Linked DNA regions of Mus musculus: region 1 is linked to region 2. The links are chromatin contacts, called in public HiChIP or PLAC-seq maps. All regions are on one chromosome and are shown on one strand. The core of a region is the stretch at or near the end of the contact, and the rest is flanking DNA. Distances in the headings are between cores, read along the strand shown. Region 1 holds the start of Frmpd1os (FERM and PDZ domain containing 1, opposite strand). Region 2 has its middle 26 kb from the start of Tomm5.

Evidence for each region. HiChIP or PLAC-seq counts read pairs in DNA pulled down with a chosen protein or histone mark.
Region 1: a contact with region 2 is called in an H3K27ac HiChIP or PLAC-seq map of trophoblast stem cells, with 13 read pairs. The contact joins the promoter of Frmpd1os here to the enhancer-like site in region 2. A contact is called at or near these places in 6 of 39 promoter capture datasets (the 3T3-L1 cell line, the C10 cell line, embryonic stem cells and 2 more) and 4 of 115 datasets of contacts at active chromatin or transcription factors (embryonic stem cells, extraembryonic endoderm stem cells, neural progenitor cells and 1 more).

Annotation. Positions count from the first base shown.
Region 1 is chr4:45,242,302-45,246,605 of GRCm38.p6, reverse strand. It overlaps Frmpd1os (FERM and PDZ domain containing 1, opposite strand), which reads left to right and starts at 2,616. Exons shown (of 3, transcript NR_040666.1): 1 at 2,616-2,681. Frmpd1 (FERM and PDZ domain containing 1) reads right to left here. Exons shown (of 16, transcript NM_001081172.2): 3 at 2,819-2,976; 4 at 1,932-2,034.
Region 2 is chr4:45,131,920-45,136,404 of GRCm38.p6, reverse strand. No RefSeq gene overlaps it. Among named protein-coding and RNA genes, the nearest start is that of Tomm5, 26 kb to the right of the region's middle. Within about 2 kb of position 3,139, at least 9 of the 459 cell types and tissues checked have an H3K27ac peak or open chromatin away from gene starts, as enhancers often do. A contact at or near this core is called in trophoblast stem cells, where this site is marked.

The sequences.
Region 1 (4,304 bases), core at 1,367-3,866, 110 kb before region 2:
TTTTAAATAAAATCATCGAATCCTTTCCTGCCCGCTTCACCGACTCAATTACGCCTCTGGCATTCCTGAAGCGACGTCGGGTTGGGCTTCACGGGTTCTCGGTGAGTCTTAACTGGAACTGTCTGCCTCCACAGTGAGACTGTGCTCCCGAGGGCGGACATGGCGCTCTGCATCTTTAGTGCCTCCTTCTCCGGCTTTGTGGATGCTACCTATTCCTGCTGCCTCAGAGATGCTCACAGATGAGCGTACCAACCGGAAGCCAGGCCGGCCAGCTCTCGGGAAGCAGATGCTACACTCACCGAGCCCTGCTTCTCATCTCTATGACTATCCAAGTCACAAAGCAGTGCTGAGTGGACATTTAAAAGCCCAAGGCTGCAAATGTCCTGACATACGCTGTTAGCCTTTCCCTACCTCAGCGCTGTCTTTTTTTGCCCACCTTTAATGGGGGGTGGCCAATTCTCAGTGCTACATGTTTTCTTGTCTTATGGAGTATCCTCTACACTTATGGAGTGCCCTGCTCTTGCTTGGGAAGGTCCAGGCAGATAGGGAAGCATTTGTGTAAATCGCAACGACACCACAGAAAGCTGTAGGTGCCACGTCACCAAACCATGTGTATGCCGTCAGGCTGTAACAGGACACTCAAGAAGCCAGTGACAGGATTAAAGACAAACACTGGCGTCTATTTACTTCAACCTTTGTCATATGCTACCATCACTCCTCCCAGGGTAGTGTCTATGCAGTATCCACCAGTACACTTACTCACTACAGTGCTTAGCATGGAGTTTTAGGCCTAGCGGAGGTTTGATAAATATGCATTCTATGCCTGCCAAGTTCTACAGGCAGGCGGAAGATAGCAAGCCATACTTGTAAAGGCAACTTTTATTCACTTAATGTAACTGTTGTCCCTGACGCTTACTGCCTCAGTCTGCTGACCTAGGCCCAGTCCTTGAAGCTTCCGGCCTCTGTACAATCCACTCTAGGCCTAGACAGTTTCCAGCCTCCGTACAATCCACTCTAGGCCTAGACAGTTTCCAGCCTCCGTACAATCCACTCTAGGCCTAGACAGTTTCCAGCCTCCGTACAATCTAATCTAGGCCTAGAATGTTTCCAGTCTCTGAGACTTACTGCTGAATGAGTTCATCCTTTCTAGTTCTTTCAGCGCTCTGGCTGGAAGGTTCAAGTCAGCTGTCTGGCTCAAACTCCTCTCTAAGATGACTGACTCAATCTGGCTTCTTTCAGATTTTGACTAAATTGCTCTGCTTGGCCTCATACTAATTTTGGTAGTATGTTCTAATCTTCTGGCTCCTTCTCGTTGTCTGGCTTGTTCGGTTGTCACCTGTGTCTAGCTTGTTCTCTCTCTGCAACCTGTCTCTGTACAACTCCTCCTTCTCCTCTCTCTCTCCCTCTGCACTGCTCCTTCCCCTCCCCCTTTCTCCTCTCTCTTCTCATGAGAGTTGGGCCTGTCCTGTTCTGTCAAATCTTGCTCCGATTCATCACTTTGTCTGCCACTCAATTAGACATCAATTTCAAATATGGGTGCAAACTAATTTTACCTTTGCTGTTTGGAATTAAAGGTGTGTACTAAGAGCGTGTCTGCATTTCAGCCAGAGGGAATAAAGGTGTGTGCTAAGGGCTGAGCCACACCACAACTAGAAACAGTTTTGGTTTTTTGTTTTTGTTTGTTGTGTTTTTTTTTTTTTTCAGCAACTAACACAATCTCTGGTGGGGTTCACAGTGTGATATTTATCCTACAACAGTGCCAGGTAGAAGACGGCAGATCATAATACTGTCATAGCCAAAATGCCACTGTCTGAGATGGAACTGCTCTGGTGCTTTAAAGGGGACAGGCCAGCCACAGCCTTCCTGAGGGTTCACTTTGCTATCTGATCACCCGACTGACCGACTCTGGATTCGCACAGATAGGTGAGTACCTGAGAATATCAGCCGCTCGTTCACAGGAAAGGTCTTCAGCCAGTTCATTGTTCATTTGGAGAATCTGATCACCAGGGAAAAGCTTGCCGTGAGCAGAGCCGCCTGTTGGATAGAAAACAGGTAACTGCCCAGGCCCAGAGGGGGAGCCACCACCCGTCACAGTGCACCTTGGCATGGCAGCCTAGGACCCTTAAACACTGGCTCATATAGAGCATGGTTTTTCTCGTTGTAGACCACAGGAAAGGCACCTACCGACTTCTCATCAGTTTCAAGAGATGGTGGAGACTGGCCACAGAAAGAAAAGGAACAGAGCTGTCCAAATTGTCACAGCCGGCCAAGGAATTGAGTGTGTATACATTCTCACATAGATAAACGGAAGTTGATGCATTTTAACCAGCATCAAACCTAACACCAAGCATGAAAACAAAGACTCTCCCAGCCAGCTCCTTTTCCCTCCGGCACAGCCTAGATTTCACAGAGACAGTGTGAAAACAAATCAATCGTTTCTATTATTCTCTCCGTAGAAACTTGCCAGCCAGGACATGCAGGAGTCAAAGAGGAGGGCCAGCTTATCCAAATACCTTTCCTGCCTGACATAGGCCTGAAAGCCACAGGAGTGCAGGAGCCCTGGCCAAGGCCAGTGGGGGAGTCTTGGGCTCAGAGGAGCAAGGGTTCCTGGGGCCACTCCATCCTGCACCAAAGGAAAGTGGAAAGCCCTGGGAGGGGGTCAGAATTTTCTAGCTTCTCAGGTAGCACATTCTGCCTTTTTTACAGGTCAGGGGGGTGGGCGTCAGGGGGGGGGGCGTGGGGTGGTGGTGGTGGAGAGAAGCCCAGCTACTCTCCCTAAGAGGCTAAGATCGTTTCCCAGTTCCCCATCAGCCCGTACCTGCTGTGACAGCCACCACTGTGAGGGGAAGAGTCTCAGAAATGTGGAATCCATAGTTCTGGAGGAGGACATCTTTGTCTAGTGTTACTGTGTGCCTCACTGGCGTGAGTGCCTGGGCTGGGTTCCCGGGTGGCCCATCAGCTGCAGCGACTTTAGCTCTAGAAGAGAAGGAGTCAGATGGTAAAACAGATACACAGAATTTCAAAAGGAGGCTACCATCCGGGTCAGCCCAAGGATAACAGAGGAAAGTCTGAGGAGAAGCCTTTTCTTTCAGTGCTGGGCTCAAACCAGCGTTTTGTTTGTGCCAGCAAGCTAACTCTGCAGCCCTTTGTGTTTGGAGATAAGGTAAGGTTACGAAGCCCAGGCTGGCCTCGCTCAGCTTTCTGCCTCTGTGTTAAGTGCTGAGCGAGATAAGGCACAGTACTGAAGACAACATCGAATAGGACTGAGCACCATGCTCTGGAGATGCCGTGGACACCAGAAGGCAGAAGAACAGGGGCGGGCACAGGAAATCCTGCCTGGAAGAGGTAGGGTTTGAGTTGGATTTAGACATAAATAGCTCAGGTTCTGAATACAGAGTCAATGACTAGAAGAGCAGATGGACTGACAGGTATTCCAGTAGGACGGATGGACGGACGGCTTGAGTGGAGAAGGAAAGCCACAGAAAGTACAGGGACGAAGGTTTACTGTTTAAACATTTCACTTTGAGTTTTTATTTGTGTCTGTGTATGTCCATGTGCGTCTGTCTGTCTGTCTGTCTGTCTGTCTCTCTCTCTCTCTGTGTGTGTGTGTGTGTGTGTGTGTGTGTGTGTGTGTGTGTGTGTGCGTGTGTGTGAGGACTCATGGAAGGCAGAAGAGGCTCCCCTGGAGCTGGAACTAGAGGAGGATGTAAGTTACAAACATGGATGCTGGGAACTGAAGTCTGGTTCTCTCCAAGAGTAGCCAGTGCTTGAAGCCCTGAGCCATCTCTCCAGCCCTGGGGGTCGTCTGTCTGCTTAGCTGTTTGCTGCTGGGCTTATTGTATAGATGGAGGTGCCTTAGCTGGTTTACTTCTTTGCCTTTATAACGCATTCTTTTTAATTTGATGAGCTTTGAAACTGTGAGGATTTCTATATGAAATCCCAGATAGCAGGAACTGCCTCAGTATTAATCTCTAAAAACACACATATTCTCTCTACATCTAAAAGCAGGGAAGTCGAAAGCTGTGTTTTCCCATCTCTTAAAACCATGAAGGAAATCACAAACTATTTTTCATCTGTCTGCCCCAGCAAATGGTTGTTTCTGCCCTAACACTCAGTGGTTGATTCCGAGGAAGGGCCAAGAGCGATGGGCTGATGGGCCGAGGCGTTGACCGTTATTATAAACAGGAGGGCTGTGGAGGAGTAACAGTCCCCTCAGGTCTCTGCAAGCACTGTCTGTGGCGGATTCTCATCTATTTACTAAACACTGTCAGGAACTCTGCCTGATGCAACAGGACCTAACCTAT
Region 2 (4,485 bases), core at 1,890-4,389:
GTGGAGTTAGTAGGAATGCCAGGGCCCAACAGTGGGGCTGGACACAGGGTTGGTGGCCCCCAAGGAGTGCTGAATTTTTGCTTTAAAGCACAGAGGGCGATGCTGACTCTTGGGTCACTGAACACCTCCGGGTGAGGTTCAAAAAAAAAGTTCAAATTGCGATATCTTTTTTTTTCCCTCGTAGTCACTAAATTACCGAGGGTGAGCCCAGCACAACAGCAATATCTTGAGGTTTCTTTCTCTAAACCCTCCTACCTCAAAAACCCAATCCCATCACACTTGGGTGGCAGAGTTATGTTACTGAACATCTAAGAGTTCTGGCTAGAGGTAGGTAATCCCCAAGCTTGTTGCAGGAAAAATAAGGTTTGTATAGTCCTGCATTGGTGCAGTGTGGGTGTTCGGCAATGGCCTACATCTCTGTTGTTTGGGGATAGCAATATAAGATGTTCTAATTTATCCAGGAGTGGTTAGTTGGTAGACCTCTGGGTCTGAGAGTCAGTCAACCTTCCATGCCTTGCAGCTCCAGGCTCAGGACAGTCTCTCTCTCTCTCTCTCTCTCTCTCTCTCTCTCTCTCTCTCTCTGTCTCATTATGTAGCCCAGGCTGGCCTTGAACTCATGGTCCTTCTACCTCTCCAGGTGCTGTTATTATACCAAATACCACCTCACATGACAACACCCTTCCCATGGTCTCACAGATAGAATAGATACAGATGGAAAAGACGCTCCCTCTGGTGCATTTCCCGACTGACTCAGCTGCCCTCTGAAGTCCTAGAGACAGGGGTAGGACTGTGCCCTGCTAATCAAGCCCAGGCCACTGGAATAGTCCCCATGCCAAGTTTCAACACACTGAGCCCGGTCTACATAGAGTTCTAGGCCTGTCTCACAAGAGGGAGGAGGAAGAGAAGGAGGAGACAGGATAAAATAACAGATATGAGTGTTTTAATTACAAAAATACAAATGAACAGAATGGGATATGATCAGCAAAGTTTGTAAAATTCTGAGAATGTTAAGTAAGATTGTCCTAAGCCACTTGGGGCTCAGAGGGCCCCAGAATCTCCAGACGGTAGAGTGTTAGCAGTTAGCTTCAGTGAGTGATTCTGAAAGAATCAGAAATGAGATTGTCCTCTGAGAGTTAAACTAGGGCATCACCACGTAATGGATTAGAGCAAAGATCAGCTAAGTCGCCTTAAAGAAACAGTAGTCCTTAGACTGAGAAGCCAATGAAATCTGAAGGCAGGCTCATTTAGAAGGAAGCCGACTAACCACAAGAGCGTGAGGTAGTCAGACAAGCCATGCTCAGCAGATCCCATGGCAGAGCGGCTGAGTTCTGAAGTCGCTGAAGATGGAGGCTGAGGAGATTCTGAGGTATCTTCCTGTTATAGAGATGTAAGCCAGATACCTCAAAACATTTTTTCAATATTTCCCCCTTGTCTTAATCCAAATTTACCAAGCAAACTAATTATAGTTCTAATTCTCAAACTATGGCTTTAGATCCACCTACAGGACGTGAATGTATGAGCCACTGGGGGTGGGAGTCCTCCCTCAGTTGTAGTTTCTTACTGTGACTTGGCAAGCTGACCAGTGGTTAGGGGAGGAGCTTTCACGTGACCTGCCTACGGGGCCAGAATGCCTAACACAGGAGCATCTGATATCTTCAGCAATCAAATTTTCCTTTGCCTTTGGGAAGCTGTTGTCCAGGTCATGGACAGCAGGAAGCCTAGACTGCTTAGTACTGATGGATGGCATTCCTGCGTTTCCAGGGCAAAAAGCCAGCATCTGGATCCTGTGAGGCTGCTGAAGTGATAGCCACTGGGAGGCCTTTGGGAGGCCATTCCGACCGGCCTTTCCCTGGGGTCATTCGGCCCTTGCCATCACCCACACTATTTTCGGGGGGACATGACAGAAGTGAACCTTCCCTTCCCGATACAATTCAGGGATTTCCTCCATAGTGAACCAGAGCCTAGAAATCTCAGCATACCTTCCCCAACATGGTCTGCCAATAGCTCATCTGCACACTAAGTTCTGGACTTGGTTTCTTTGTTCATCCATGCCTAGAACTCCTTCCCCCTCCCTCCTCAGCCCTGCACGGCAGCCATGTTCAATTCAAGGCTTAGGGTGGGTGCCTGCTCAGCCATATCCATAATTGTTCCATTTCCAAAATCCCTCAGCTCCTGTTCAGTCGCTGTCCTAGTTTTCGGGGACCAAAAGCACCTTGAGGAGGAAAGGGTTTATTTCATCTTATAGCCCACAGTTCTTATAGCCCACAGTCCTTATAGCCCACAGTCCTTATAGCCCACAGTCCTTATAGCCCACAGTCCTTATAGCCCACAGTCTGTCAGTCACCGAGGGAAGCTGGGGCAGGTGCTCAAGGCAGGATCTTGGAGGCAGGCACTGAAGCAAAGGCCACAGAGGTGCCGTTCCCTGGCTTGCTCCCCTAGACTTGCTCAGCCTGCTATTTTGTACAACCTAGGACCACCCACCTGGGGATGGCACAAAATGGGATAGGTTCTCTTCCATCAACAAGAAATGAAGAAAATAAGGCCGGGCGTGGTGGCGCATGCCTTTAATCCCAGCACTCGGGAGGCAGAGGCAGGCGGATTTCTGAGTTCGAGGCCAGCCTGGTCTACAAAGTGAGTTCCAGGACAGCCAGGGCTATGCAGAGAAACCCTGTCTCAAAAAAAAAAAAAGAAGAAGAAGAAGAAGAAGAAGAAAATGCCCTACAGACTGGCCTATAGGCCAATGTGATGGGGACATTTTCTCAATTAAGGTCCTATCCTGTCAGATGACTCTAGCTTGTATCAAGTTGAAAAACAAAAAACAAACAAATAAAAAAACCCAACCAGCACTTGTATTTTCTATCTTGTGTTCAAGTGCTGCTGTGAAGATGTAAGTCCCTAAGAGCTTCAGAAATAAAAGCCCCTGTTCTGTTCAGAACATTCTTCTTTTATAGGGAAATCTTCCTGGAAAGTCAGATTCATTGGGCCTTTGGTTTACTCATTCAGTCATTTAACAGTTATTTCCTGAATGCCTGTAAGTACCAGGAAATGAGATCCAAAGGCAGAAAAGACAGGCAGAGCCTCTTTCTTCATGTAGCTACTGCCTAGGAGGGAAGTCAGACACCAAAGAGTCAATAAACCCCAGCTGTGACAGTGTCATGACACATAGTGTGCACAGTACTGTGAGCTGACAGAAGAGCCTTTCCCAGGACCACTGGGACAAATTCCGGGGGGAGTCAGCCCAGAGAGAAGCGGGAGCCGTGAGAGAGAGAGCATGAGAGAAAGAGCGAGAGCTGAATGCTCCCAGTGGCCTGTGTCAGTGAGCTCACTCAGTGCCTGCTGCCCTTCATCTGATAAATACCAGGAACACATTTACAGCCTCTTCCCTCCTACTGTTCTCTAGTACAGGCAGGACACCCCCCCCACACACACACTCTAACAGCTCTCAACGTAGAATACAGTTTGCTGTATTTCAGCTTTCTTAGTCATAGCCACACCCCTATTTGACAATATCATTTATTTGTTTCAAGCTAATGTCCTAACTTCATTCTCAAAGAAAACTTTAACATCATGGTTTAGGAAGTCTCACTGCTAATATTATCCGCCTCTGTTTATTTTATGTATGTGAGTCCACTGTCCCTGTCCTCAGACACACCAGAAGAGGGCATCAGATCTCATTACAGATGGTTGTGAGCCACCATGTGGTTGCTGGGATTGAACTCGGGACCTTTGGAAGAGCAGCCAGTGCTCTTAACCACTGAGCCATCTCGCCAGCCCCAAATCTTTGTCTTTTCAATTGCTGTATCCCTGGTGCTATGAGGATGCCACATAATAGATGCTTAGTGTGTATCTGTTTATGAGAGCAGCGGCACTCATTGGACGGATGCAGGATGGATAGGTGTAGGATGAATGGATGGAGGATGGATGAATGAATGAATGAATGAATGGATGGATACAGGATGGATTGGTGTAGGATGAATGAATGGATGGAGAATGGATGAATGTGGGATGGTTAGATGGATCTCATCTCAAACAGAATCACTGTAAAGCTCAGAACTTGCCTAGGTCATATTTAGGGTCCTCTATCCCTTAGGGCAATGCCTTACATGTAGTAAATAATCAATAATCAAACAGTCAGTGTTGCAGAATTTTCCCTGTCCAATTACATTAGGGCAGCAGGAGGCCTGTGATTGGACAGGAAAAAGGGAGGCAGAGCTAAGAGTTGCAGGGACAGGGAACATCAGAGAGAGAAAGAGGGAGAAAAAAGGAAGATGGCGGCAGATGTGAACCAACATGGCTTTAAAGATTTATTTATTTTATTTTACGTACATGAGCACACTGTAGCTGCACAGATGATTGTGAGCCTTCATGTGGTTGTTGGGAATTGAATTTTTAGGACCTCTGCTTACTCTGTCCCCACTTGCTCAGTCCCTGCTCACTCTGGCCCAAAGATTAATTTATTATTATAATTAAGTACACTGCAGCTGT